Regions from separate parts of the Mus musculus genome. Here all the other regions are linked to region 2. The links are chromatin contacts, called in public Hi-C and promoter capture Hi-C maps. All regions are on one chromosome and are shown on one strand. Each heading gives the region's core, a stretch centred on a gene start, on an enhancer-like site or on the middle of the called end of the contact. The rest is flanking DNA. Distances are from core to core; before and after follow the strand shown. Region 1 overlaps Angptl4 (angiopoietin-like 4). Region 2 holds the start of Cyp4f15 (cytochrome P450, family 4, subfamily f, polypeptide 15). Region 3 holds the start of Rps28 (ribosomal protein S28). Region 4 holds the start of Marchf2 (membrane associated ring-CH-type finger 2).

Evidence for each region. Promoter capture Hi-C pulls out the DNA fragments that hold promoters and counts their contacts. Hi-C and Micro-C count contacts between places; a contact is called where the count stands out from the background.
Region 1: a Hi-C map of liver shows a contact between it and region 2, with 2.9 times the contacts expected there. The contact joins the enhancer-like site here to the promoter of Cyp4f15 in region 2. A contact is called at or near these places in 2 of 39 promoter capture datasets (hippocampal neurons and liver), 1 of 484 Hi-C or Micro-C datasets (liver) and 1 of 9 other capture datasets (embryonic stem cells).
Region 3: a promoter capture Hi-C map of liver shows a contact between it and region 2, with 5 times the contacts expected there. The contact joins the promoter of Rps28 here to the promoter of Cyp4f15 in region 2. A contact is called at or near these places in 2 of 39 promoter capture datasets (hippocampal neurons and liver) and 1 of 115 datasets of contacts at active chromatin or transcription factors (embryonic midbrain).
Region 4: a contact with region 2 is called in a promoter capture Hi-C map of hippocampal neurons, with 4 times the contacts expected there. The contact joins the promoter of Marchf2 here to the promoter of Cyp4f15 in region 2. A contact is called at or near these places in 4 of 39 promoter capture datasets (cranial neural crest, hippocampal neurons, liver and 1 more) and 1 of 9 other capture datasets (embryonic stem cells).

Annotation. Positions count from the first base shown.
Region 1 is chr17:33,773,546-33,776,256 of GRCm38.p6, forward strand. Angptl4 (angiopoietin-like 4) reads right to left here. Exons shown (of 7, transcript NM_020581.2): 7 at 1,355-2,023. The coding sequence ends at 1,842. Among named protein-coding and RNA genes, the nearest start is that of Angptl4, 6.7 kb to the right of the region's middle. Within about 2 kb of position 1,461, at least 8 of the 459 cell types and tissues checked have an H3K27ac peak or open chromatin away from gene starts, as enhancers often do. A contact at or near this core is called in liver, where this site is marked.
Region 2 is chr17:32,684,216-32,686,915 of GRCm38.p6, forward strand. Cyp4f15 (cytochrome P450, family 4, subfamily f, polypeptide 15) reads left to right here and starts at 1,416. Exons shown (of 13, transcript NM_001346538.1): 1 at 1,416-1,596; 2 at 1,844-2,042. The coding sequence starts at 1,583.
Region 3 is chr17:33,823,114-33,825,854 of GRCm38.p6, forward strand. Rps28 (ribosomal protein S28) reads right to left here and starts at 1,449. Exons shown (of 4, transcript NM_001355384.1): 1 at 1,321-1,449; 2 at 1,186-1,233; 3 at 80-217; 4 at 1-3. The coding sequence starts at 1,359. The coding sequence ends at 95. Ndufa7 (NADH:ubiquinone oxidoreductase subunit A7) reads left to right here and starts at 1,459. Exons shown (of 4, transcript NM_023202.4): 1 at 1,459-1,567; 2 at 2,488-2,537. The coding sequence starts at 1,517.
Region 4 is chr17:33,717,298-33,719,997 of GRCm38.p6, forward strand. Marchf2 (membrane associated ring-CH-type finger 2) reads right to left here and starts at 1,380. Exons shown (of 5, transcript NM_001252480.1): 1 at 1,249-1,380.

The DNA of each region.
Region 1 (2,711 bases), core at 211-2,710, 1.1 Mb after region 2:
ACACATTGAATAGGAAAATGTGTGGCACTGGCAAGATGGCCTACCAGGTGAAGGAGGTTGCTGCCAAGTGTGGATTCCTGAGACACACGTGAAGGATCGACCTGCAAGCTGTCCTCTGAACTTTGTACAAGCGTCAAGGCAGAAGTTTGCCCACGTGTATAAATGATGAATAAATAAATACATAAGCAATCAAACAAATAAATACTTTTTTAACGTCTTTGTTTTTATTAGTCAAGGTCTTACTATATAGCCTAAGTTGGACTCAAACTCATGGTAATTCTGGTCCCCCTGCCTCAGCTCCCCAAGTGCTGAAATTACAAGTATGGAATATGACATCGGGTTTAGATTTCTAAAATTAACTTCATCTCATTTTGCTTTTCTCTCTTCTTTTTCTTTCTTGTAGCCCAGGTTACCTCAACTTCTAATCCTCATGCCTCCACCTCCCAAATACGAGCATTACAGTGTTATCTAGCGCTATACTTTATTTATGCAGTGCTGCTGGGAAAGAACCCAGGGTCTGTGCATGCTTCGTATGTCCAGTTGAGCTACATCTACAGTACTCACCCTGTTTGTGATACAGGATCTTGTTGTATTGCCTAGTCTGGCTTAGAGTTTGCAAAGCTCCTATGTCCAGCTCCCAGGGGCTGGAGATCTGTGTGTACCCCACCGAGTACTGATCAGAAAGACTTTTTACTTGTCTCTATCACCAACTTCCCTAATGATTGGACTGCATGAGTTATATGATTTTTAACTTTTAAAAATTAAAAAAAAAACAATTATTGTGTATATATCTGTGTGACAGCCCAAGTGCCATGGCTTGTATGTGGTGGTCAAAGGCCAACTTTGCGGAATCTGTTCTGTCCTTTGACCTTTTGGGTGCTTGAACTCAGTCACCAGGCTTAGACAGCAAGTGTTTGGAATCATTAAGCCATTTCCCTAACTCTGTTTTTTAAACAATACTTTCTTTTCTATATGAGTGCCTAAATATTTGCATATTATCACATTTGTACAGGAGCCAGTAGAGGTCAGAGGCGGCATTGGACCCCCTTGAAGTAGAGTTATAGGCTATTGTTAGCTGCTATGTAAAGGCTGGGAACCAAACCCAGGCCCTCTGGAAGAACGAATGTTCCTAATCACTGAGCCATCTCCCTGGACCTGTTTTGAGATTTTGAAATATAAACAAGAGAGGCTCACATCATGAAATACTAAAAGAAGGAAGCTGAAATCACTGGGAAGGAATAGCCAACCAGTTCTGTCCTTAACGGATCTGGGAATACGATGTCCGAGGAACATGTTTACTTGAACTTTGAAACTATTCACTTTGAAAAATCAAATGAAACAACAGAGAACAAAATGTTCTGAGGTTGTTTTTATTGTAAGAATGCTGTGAGCTGTGCCTGGGAACCACAGTTAGCACCTGTGCATCCACAGCACCTACAACAGCACCATGAGTGTATCCAGGGCTCCTGGCACCCTGTCTCCAGTCAGTCAATATGACTGAGTCCGCCATTAAGGGCCCAGCTAGTTGGACTGTAGTGGTCCCTCTGCATCCCCAACTTCTCTGGTAGGCGAGAAGTGATATTCAGTGCCCCTCGAGCCCATGTTTTCTGGATCTGGGCCATTTGTTTCCTGTTGCTCTGACTGTTTCAGACAACAATGCTTGCAGACCCCAACACGGAAAAGGGGTCCTCCAGTCTCTCCAGTTACGGGCTTCTTCTTTGTCCACAAGACGCAGATAGCCCTACTTAGAGCTCCTGCCCCCAGCAGAGAATGGCCAAATCTCAGGGCCACAACCAAAGTCACTGTCTTCTTAGGCCTGGAACCAGGCTCCAGTGAGGAGGCTAAGAGGCTGCTGTAGCCTCCATGGGCTGGATCAGCAGGGTGGTAGCCTGCAGAGGATAGTAGCGGCCCTTCCATGTTTTCCAGAAGATACCCTTTTTACGCTCCTGCCGTTGCCGTGGGATAGAGTGGAAGTATTGTCCATTGAGATTGGAATGGCTACAGGTACCAAACCACCAGCCACCTATAGGGTTAAAGAACAGGAGATGTGGTCAAGGTCTTGGGTTTCCATACTGAGAGAGAGAGAGAGAGAGAGAGGAGAGAGAGAGAGAGAGAGCACAGTTGGAGACAAGATGAACTTTGGATTTTACACCTTTAGAATTTATTACATTTATTTACTTTGTGTTCCCGTGTATATGTGTGTGGGTGTACATGCCACAGTGGGTATGAAGGTCAGAGGACAGCTTGTGGGAGCGAGCCAGTGATCTCTTTCTACTATGTGAGTCTTGGAGATCAAACTTAGGTCTTCAGGATTGTAGGCAAACACTGTTACTGGCTGAGCCATCTCATAAGTCCTATTTTTGTTTTGTGACGGGGTCTCCTATCGGGCTGGCCTCAAACTCTCCACGTGGCCAAAGACAATTTAAAATGTCTGCTTTACCTGCCTCCTCTTTCTGAGTCTATGGTTGACATTGCACAACCATGTGTGTTTTATATGGTATGGGTAATGAAACCTAGGCCTTCACTCATGTTAGGTAGGTTCTCTGCCAAATGAGCTACACTATGAAGCAGTTTGTGGGTAGAAATTTGTAGTCACAGTGCTCAGCAGTATGATAGGAAGTTTGAGGCCAGCCTGCTCTTTATAATTTGATCCTGACTGAATAAGTGAAGCAGAAAAAGAGCTAGTACTGTAGCTCATTTGTTACAGTGCT
Region 2 (2,700 bases), core at 166-2,665:
GCCCTCAAAAAAGGTGGCCTGTACAGACTGACCCTCAAGGCTGTTGTGTGACCAGTGCTGTGTTCTGCTTGTACCTGTCTGCTCAGGGCTGCTCTCCACCTCAACATCACATGTCTCCTCCCTCTCACCATGTCTCAGTTCACATATAGGTCAACCTAAGTTATGTTCTCCCAGCTGAGCTGCTGACTCCTGGCATCTGACCTGGGGACTTGGTCATTGGGCTGTACTCCTTTTTGCTGCTCCAGAGAGTAGTGGCTCTCTCCAGACCCTGAGCTGCTTCAGAGCAGCATTTGAATTTTGCCTGACTGTGTAGCTGGTAGGCAGAGGCATCCTGGACCTCCCAGTTTTGTGCCATGAAAGGCTACATGCAGGTCTCAGACCCCATGAGAGAAGTTTCTTTGTGCAGTGAGCAGAACTTGTCTCTAAGTGAAACTATACCACGCCCACATGGGCCCCACAAGATTCAAGGATTTTTGTGGAAGTTGGAGCGAAATGACTGTAAGAGCCAGAAGTCTAGAAGAATAGGACCAAACAATGCCTTCTGGGTATGGTAGGACCTCTGCTCTAGTGAGCTCACAGACGCTGCAGTGAACCCAAGATAACACCAAGCTCAAGATAACCAACATTCCAGCACTGGGGAAGGGATGGTGAGCCCTAGCCCCTAGTTGAGGAGTTATTGGCAGCTGATGGTGGTGGGAGAGTCAGCTTTCTCTGAGGGTCTGATCACTGGTAAGCCTTTTGTCCCTGATAGGCACTACACCTATTTGAATCAGTAAGTTATTTAAAAAAAAAAAAAAGGGAGGGGTGTGGGTAAGGAGCCAATCTGGAAGGAATTAAGCGGGAGAGTAGGAGGCAAGTCTGATCAAAACACATTTTATGCATAAAATTCTCAACAACAAATTAATAAAATATTGTGTATTTAAAAAAAAAAAAAGGTACATGCTGTGAGTGCAGTCCAGTGCAGAGGACTTTGGGAGATGGTCTGTGACCAAGCCTGGCCTGGTTGCATTCTCCTAGCAGGAGAATTCCTGTTAATGATTTTGCTAGATACACTGTCGTCTCTGACGAGTCTCTGACGCGTAGGGATACCCCTACTTGGCTGTGGATGTTAGACTCAGACTTACCTCTGCTAACCTCAGAGTTTTGCTCCCAAATCTCTCCTGCCCTCAACCTCCATCCCCATGCCCATCCTCCATCCCACCCCCCCACCCCCCGCCCTCCCCCATGATGTGAGAGGGAACAAGTTCTAAGGCTCTGGTGTTCATGCTGTGACCCTGAATTGATTTCACTCTGTACCCTGCTGACCCAACCCCCTCCTTTTGGCCTTCTGCCCCAGAGGGGAGGAGGCAGTTGGGCCTGTGAAGGATTGGCTGACACAACTGAGCTCAGCCTCCTTCAGAGCAGAAGCCAGGAACAAAGAAACTCTAAAGGAAGGAGAACCGTGGGAAACTCACTGTTCCTGAGAGAAGGTGCCTGGCTAAGAGTAGGTTAAAGAGAACTCTAAGCCTGAACCTGGCTGCTTATTTCTAGATAACCAGCTATCTGAAGCCAAAAAGTCAGAGTGATCCTGTTGGCTTCAGACATGGGGTTTTTCAGGTAACATCTCCTGGCAGTTTCATTCAGGAATTTTGGGTCTCTCCCTCTCTCCCTCTCTCCCTCTCTCCCTCCTCCTCCTCCTCCTCTACCTCCACCTCCTCTTCCTCCATATTACTGCCTATTTCCACCCCATGGATCTCTCCTCCTACAAACAGCCTTCATTATTCATATCCCTGGTCCATTATGCCTGATGGCCCCAACCTTCTTCCAACCTCCCAGTCTCACTGTCTGTCCATTTGCCCCACAGGATGCCACAGTTGGACCTGTCTTGGCTGGGACTGAGGCTGGAGGCATCCTCACCATGGCTGCTTTTGCTGCTGATCGGAGCTTCCTGGCTCTTGGCCCGTGTCCTGACTCAGACCTATATCTTCTACAGAACATATCATCATCTTTGTGATTTCCCTCAACCCCCCAAATGGAATTGGTTCTTGGGTCACCTAGGCATGGTGAGTGCAGCAATATATTGTGGGTCTTGTATTTTGGAGAGAATGGACCAGGAATGGACCTCAGGGGATGGGTCTGAAGTCCTCCAGCATCCTTCACTAGCTTTTCTCATGTCCCTGCCTCCACCCCTACTTTGCTCTGGATTAATTTCTAGTCCATCTTTCTTACACTGGTGGACACTTCCAAGGTAGACAATACAGAGTGAGGACCCCTGGGGTTCCCTCATTGTCTGCTGGACTTGAGGCCTCTTGGGAAGCTCTGTCCAACGTCAATGCCATTTTTCTGTCAATCCATATCAGGGTTTCCATGTTTGCCTGGGGGTAATCTCTGGTATTCCTCTCCTACCACCCATGAAGCAGGAGAGTTATGGGTTGTCTTCCTGCCTCTTGTTCCTGAAGCACTTTTTACTTAAAAGCTGTCAGTTCTTCCCTAAGATGGACCATTGAGTCCTGTTGCCCAACTGAGATAAGAGTTGTCTCTTCACCCTCCCGTAAGCATTCCTTGACCCCGTGCCTTAGATTTTGACCAAGTCTGTTCTTGCCTTTGGGTGACTCGGTCTCAGTTGCTTCACTTGCAAACACCGAAGCTCACAACATCTGTACACATCAGTGACATCATACGCAGGGTGATGTTTGGTGAGAGCATGGGGCCTCACAGGTA
Region 3 (2,741 bases), core at 199-2,698, 1.1 Mb after region 2:
ACCCTGTAAACAGACCCAAGCATTAGATAGAGTGCCTTTCTTACCTCCTAACAAGTCCCTCCCAAGGGTTGCCACTTACCCACCAGCTGCAAGATTAACGCAACCTTCGAGCTTCTCTTTCTGACTCCAATAGGGTGAGCACGTCACCCTCTCGAACGGGGCCTTTGACATTTCGGATGATAGAGCGGCTGGTGTCATCCATGAATTCCACTCGCACCTACAAGCCCAATACAAGAGTTAAATGCTGCTACTTACTAGTGGGGTGGAAAGGTAATATGGACCAGAGCCTGGGACAGGGGCTGGTCAGGTCAGATGGTTCAGCAGTTACAAGCATTTGTTACTCTTAAGGTCTCATTTGCCAGACCAAAGGCATTGAATCACTCACATGATAGGGTCTCTGTAGCCTGATCTGACCTTGAAATCCTGTGATCCTTCTGGAATTACAACACCCTCCCCACTTACAATTTTATCTGGGTGCCTCCAACTTACTTCAGGCTGGCCCTGATCTACGGGTCCCCCTACCTTAGTTTCTTAATTAGCTGTGATGGGAGACCTGGGTATAAGCCAGGGGAACGAACGGTCAGGGCATCTTTAGCCTAGGCTTGTCTGTCTCCTGGAGTAGGTGAGATGCCCTACCGTTCTTGTTCTATGTGGTGGACCGAGGCAAGCACACTATCAACAGTGGCCCAGGTTTTTTCGGTACTGGATCATTTTGTAGCCTAAGCTTGACTGGAACTCCAAGTGAACTTCCTTAGACATCTTTAATTACTAGCTTTGAGTTCAGTACTCAAGTTTTTTCGGGTTCTTTGTATGGTAAGCAAGTCTACTACTGACACACAGGTCCCGCCAACTCCACCTCTTTAAAAACCAAATCTTTTAGCTGGGCAGTGGTAGCCCGCGCCTTTAATCTCAGCACTTGGGAAGCAGAGGCAGGCGGATTTCTCAGTTCGAGGACAGCCAGGGTTACACAGAGAAACCCTGTCTAGAACACCCCCCCCCCCCCAACAAAAAACCACCAAAGCTTTCAAAGGCAGTCTTACTACGGTATCCGCGTTTCTTACAAAGTCATATCCTCCCTGAACCTAGCTACTAGAATTAAACGTCACCAAATCCAGTTATAATCCTGGTACTCGGGAGGACTCCGCTCCGACCCCAGGAAGTGGTCCGAATGTTCCCATCACTCACCTGCGTGCACTGTCCCTGCGAACCGGTCCTGCCCAGCACTTTGGTTACCTACAGGAAATAAGGGAAAGTTAGGCTCGACATGTTCAGCTTTCTTCTCTCTTTATTCAGGTTTCTAAACACCCGCAGTCGCCTCACCCTAGCCAGCTTGATGGGCTGCACGCGACTCGTGTCCATGATGGCGGCGATCTGGCGGAGAGGAGTCACGTGAGCAGGGGATGCCTTTTATAGTCGGCTCTGACCACGCCTCACTTTCGCTCTCGCGAGACCGCACGCGGTACCCAGGAATCCTCGGGACAGAGTCGTCACCAGCGTCCTTCGGAGCGGAAGGAATATGGCGTCCGCTACTCGCGTTATCCAAAAGCTGCGGAACTGGGCGTCTGGGGTGCGTGTGCTGTTCCGATCCGGGCCGGGAAGGATTTGGGTTCTGTACGCCCTTGAATCCTATCCCCCTTAACATCTCCTTAGTTCAGTGGATAATCCAGGATCCCTGAATTTGTGACTCCAGTAGTCAGACTCAAGGTCCTAAATGTTTTTGGCCGGGTTACTGGGATTTCCTTGGCCTTAGATTGCCTGGCTTTAGCTCCCCCCCGCCCCGCCCCTCTTCCTATCCCTTTCTCTCTTCGCCTCATTTGTCTCCCACGTGAGACCAGGTGTTTCCTCATCCCCCGTATCAGCTTGGAATCTTTGTTTGTTTGTTTGTTTTTGTTTTTGTTTTTCTTTTTCGAGACAGGGTTTCTCTGTGTAGCCCTGGCTGTCCTGGAACTCACTTTGTAGACCAGGCTGGCCTTGAACTCATAAATCCGCCTGCCTCTGCCTCCCGACTAGGATTAAAGGCATGCGCCACCACGCCCGGCTATCAGCTTGGAATCTTGTGCCCCTGTTTTTGGAAGGCTGAGGACCAGTTTTTAGATTTTGGAAGAAAACAAAGAGGTCAGGGAAGCTGTAGATCTCTGCAGCTCCTGGGAGGTTGGAGATGGATAAGAGGAGAGATAATTTAGGGTCCAAGAAAGGAGGTATATCTAGCACTGGAGCTTAGTAAGCAACTGTTTGGGTGAGAATTCCCATAATGTTAGGGTAAGCACGTTTAGTATATTGACCCATATACAGAGGAGATTTTCTTTAAAAGGAAGGCTTTTTAGGTTAGATCTTGGAAAGGCTGGAAACTTAGCCTTAAAGTTTTGTAAGCCATGCCCTTGCCTTTCTTCATATGCATGACTTGTAAACTTACCCTAACTGGCTACTTCTGTTCGCTAACCCTATCCTGGGGTTCCCTAGTTTCTGACTTCTTCTCTCCTCCCACAGCAAGACCTGCAGGCGAAGCTACAGCTGCGCTACCAGGAGATCGCCAAGCGGTGAGCAGGCCGTGCTTGCTGCCTTCATCCTGACATTCTTCCACCAAACCCAAGGCTGGCCATAGTGGTACAGTCTTTAATCCCAGCACTCGGGAAACAGGCAGGCTGAGTTCTGAGTTCAAGGCCTGCCTGATCTACATGATGGGTTCCAGGTTAACCCCTGTCTAATAAACAAACGTGAAAAAACAACCCTAAATTTGCTGT
Region 4 (2,700 bases), core at 130-2,629, 1.0 Mb after region 2:
AAGTCTTCCTGCCTCAGCCTCCAGAGCACCTGACCTAACAGGCCTGTACCACCATGCTCCATGCCCTAGGCACTTTATTCTGCCTCTGTCACTGATACTGTATGTCTTGATTCAAGTTAATTTGCTTTTCTGGGCCTCATCCATCTCTTTCTTACTTTAGGGTGTGTGTGTGTGTGTGTGTGTGTGTGTGTTGTTTTTCTTGGCAGTACTGAGATAAAACAAGGGCCTAGTGCATGCTAGGCAAGTACTGAGCTAGACCCCCAGTCCAGAAACTAAGTTCTAATCCCAGAAGCTCTACTTCCTATTTGCTGTATGGCCTTGGGCAACAGCTTTAACTTCCCTGAACTTCAATTTACTCATTTAGATGAAAGGAATTACTTTTAATACTTCTACCTAGTATGTTTCCCACTAACCACATTAATTCTGACTACAGAGTTTTTTTAAAAGTGTTTTCCCCAGGCATGGTGGCGCACACCTTTAATCCTGGCACTCGGGAGGCAGAGGCAGGCGGATTTCTGAGTTCGAGGCTAGCCTGGTCTACAAAGTGAGTTCCAGGACAGCCAGGGCTATACAGAGAAACCCTGTCTCGAAAAACAAAACAAAACAAAAAAAGTGTTTTCAATTATATTTATTTTGCTTGTATTTTTGCATATGTATGTGGTGTATATTCATGCAAGGGTGTGTCTATGGAGTCCAAATGACAACTTTCTGTTGTCAGTTTTTCTTTCACCATATGAGACCTCAAGACTGAACTCAGACAACAAGCACCTTGACCAGCTGAGCTATCTTGGCAGTCCCTGACTACTGTTTGAAAAACAACATTTTCAGTACAGTGCACTGAGTAGCTTTTTGTGAAGCGCCCCAACTCTTTATAATGTTAATAATCACCCAAACAGAACCGTTATGAAGAGGGTTTCAGAGTGACATTAGTCACTTATTGACCTCCTACTGTATGCCAGGCGCTTTTCTCATCAGCCATTTCCTAAATCATGTTGGCTCCGAGATGACCCACTTTTCCTAGATGGGGAAACCGAGGCTCACAGAGGTTTCTCCTGCGTGGCGAGGCTCGGAGACCTCTCACCAACCTTGAAATGATAATTGAGGTGCCTGCGTCCTGAGCAGGGCTAAGTAAGGCCAAGGGTAGCGCCCTATCTGTCCCGCTCGAGTACTCAGCCGGAGGCTCGAACCCGGAACCTGGGAAACCTGCCTACATACTCGGGTCAGGCCCATTCGCTGTTCCGTGCCTACCTGTTCCGCGGCCGGGCCGGGCGACCGCGCAGGCCCCTCGGTTCTCCCTGGCCCGGGTCCCGGCCCGGCCCGGCCCGTCAGCAGCGGCTTGCTCCGGCTCCGGCGAGCACCTGCGTCCGGGCACCGCCCGCCGAGCAGACAGCACGGCGAACCAATGAAGACTGCCTCTGAGTATCATCTGCCAATCAGCATACACGCCCCGCCCAAGAAGGTGGGGCCTTCAAAATACGGGACGTCCTGGGCGGTCCAGGCCCCGCGGCGCCGCAGCTTCTGACTCCGCCCCTGCTGCGTTCTGGCTCCACCCCCAAAATGGACCCCGCCTCATCCCAGCTCCTCCCCCATCCCAATCTCTGGCTGTAGACTTGCTGCCAGAGCCTGGAGCAGAACAAAGGCGAGCTTAAGTAAACAACTTCACACTTGCCAAATAACTTCTTTCCGCCTTCTTCTCCGCTCCCCCCGGCCCCCGTTTGTTTGTTTGTTTGTTTGTTTGTTTGTTTGTTTGTTGTGTTTTTTAAAGACAGTTTTAATGTAGATCAGGCTAACCTCGTACTCACTCTGTAGCCAAGGATAACCTCTCTGATCCTCTGGCCTCCACCTTCCCAGTTCTATCGGGAGCTAGAATGGAATGAAGTTTTTCTTCCGTGCTAGGCACAAACAGTGTGAACTGAGCTACATTTTTATCACACTTACCAATCCTAGGGTGGCTATGATCACATTTTGCAGAAGGAAATCCGCCCAAAGGGGTTAGAGTTCTGTGGAGGAAACTAAAGCCATCATCATTTACTCATCAATTATTCAAGCAAGACATACATTCAAAAAATGGAGCAACAGATGGTAGAAAGAGCTGTTGAGATAGATCAGCGGGCAAGAGCTCTTGCATGGCAAACATGAGGATCTGAGTTAAAATCCCCAGCATCCACATAAAAGAGCTGAATAGGGCCTCGAACTCCTGTAACCTCAGTGCTGTAGATGGTGTAAACAGGAAGATGGCTGGGGTTTGCTGTCTGCCAATCTAGCACTGGTTTCAGTGAGAGAACACTTAGCAGTACTTGCCTAGCATACACAAAGCCCTGGGCTTGGTCATACATGCCTATAATCCCAGCACCCAGGAAGTTCAAGGTCACCCTCAACTACACAGAAAGCAAGGCCAACCATATGAAGGAAAACCAAAAAGATCAAAATTCTGTAGGAAGCATTATTATGGTCCAGGCATGTGCAAGACCCTGGGGACACATTAACTAATATAAATATTGTGAGACAAACATTAGCGGTTTTTAATCATTGTGTTTGCTTATTTGTTAGAGACAGGTCTTACTGTGTAGCCCAGGTCCTGCCTCACCCTCACAAGCGTAAGATTATAGGCATATGCCACCACAGCCCCACGTTATTAGTATGAATTATTATTCTTACAATGCCTGTGATGGAGCCAGCAGCCTGATACATTAGGTAGGT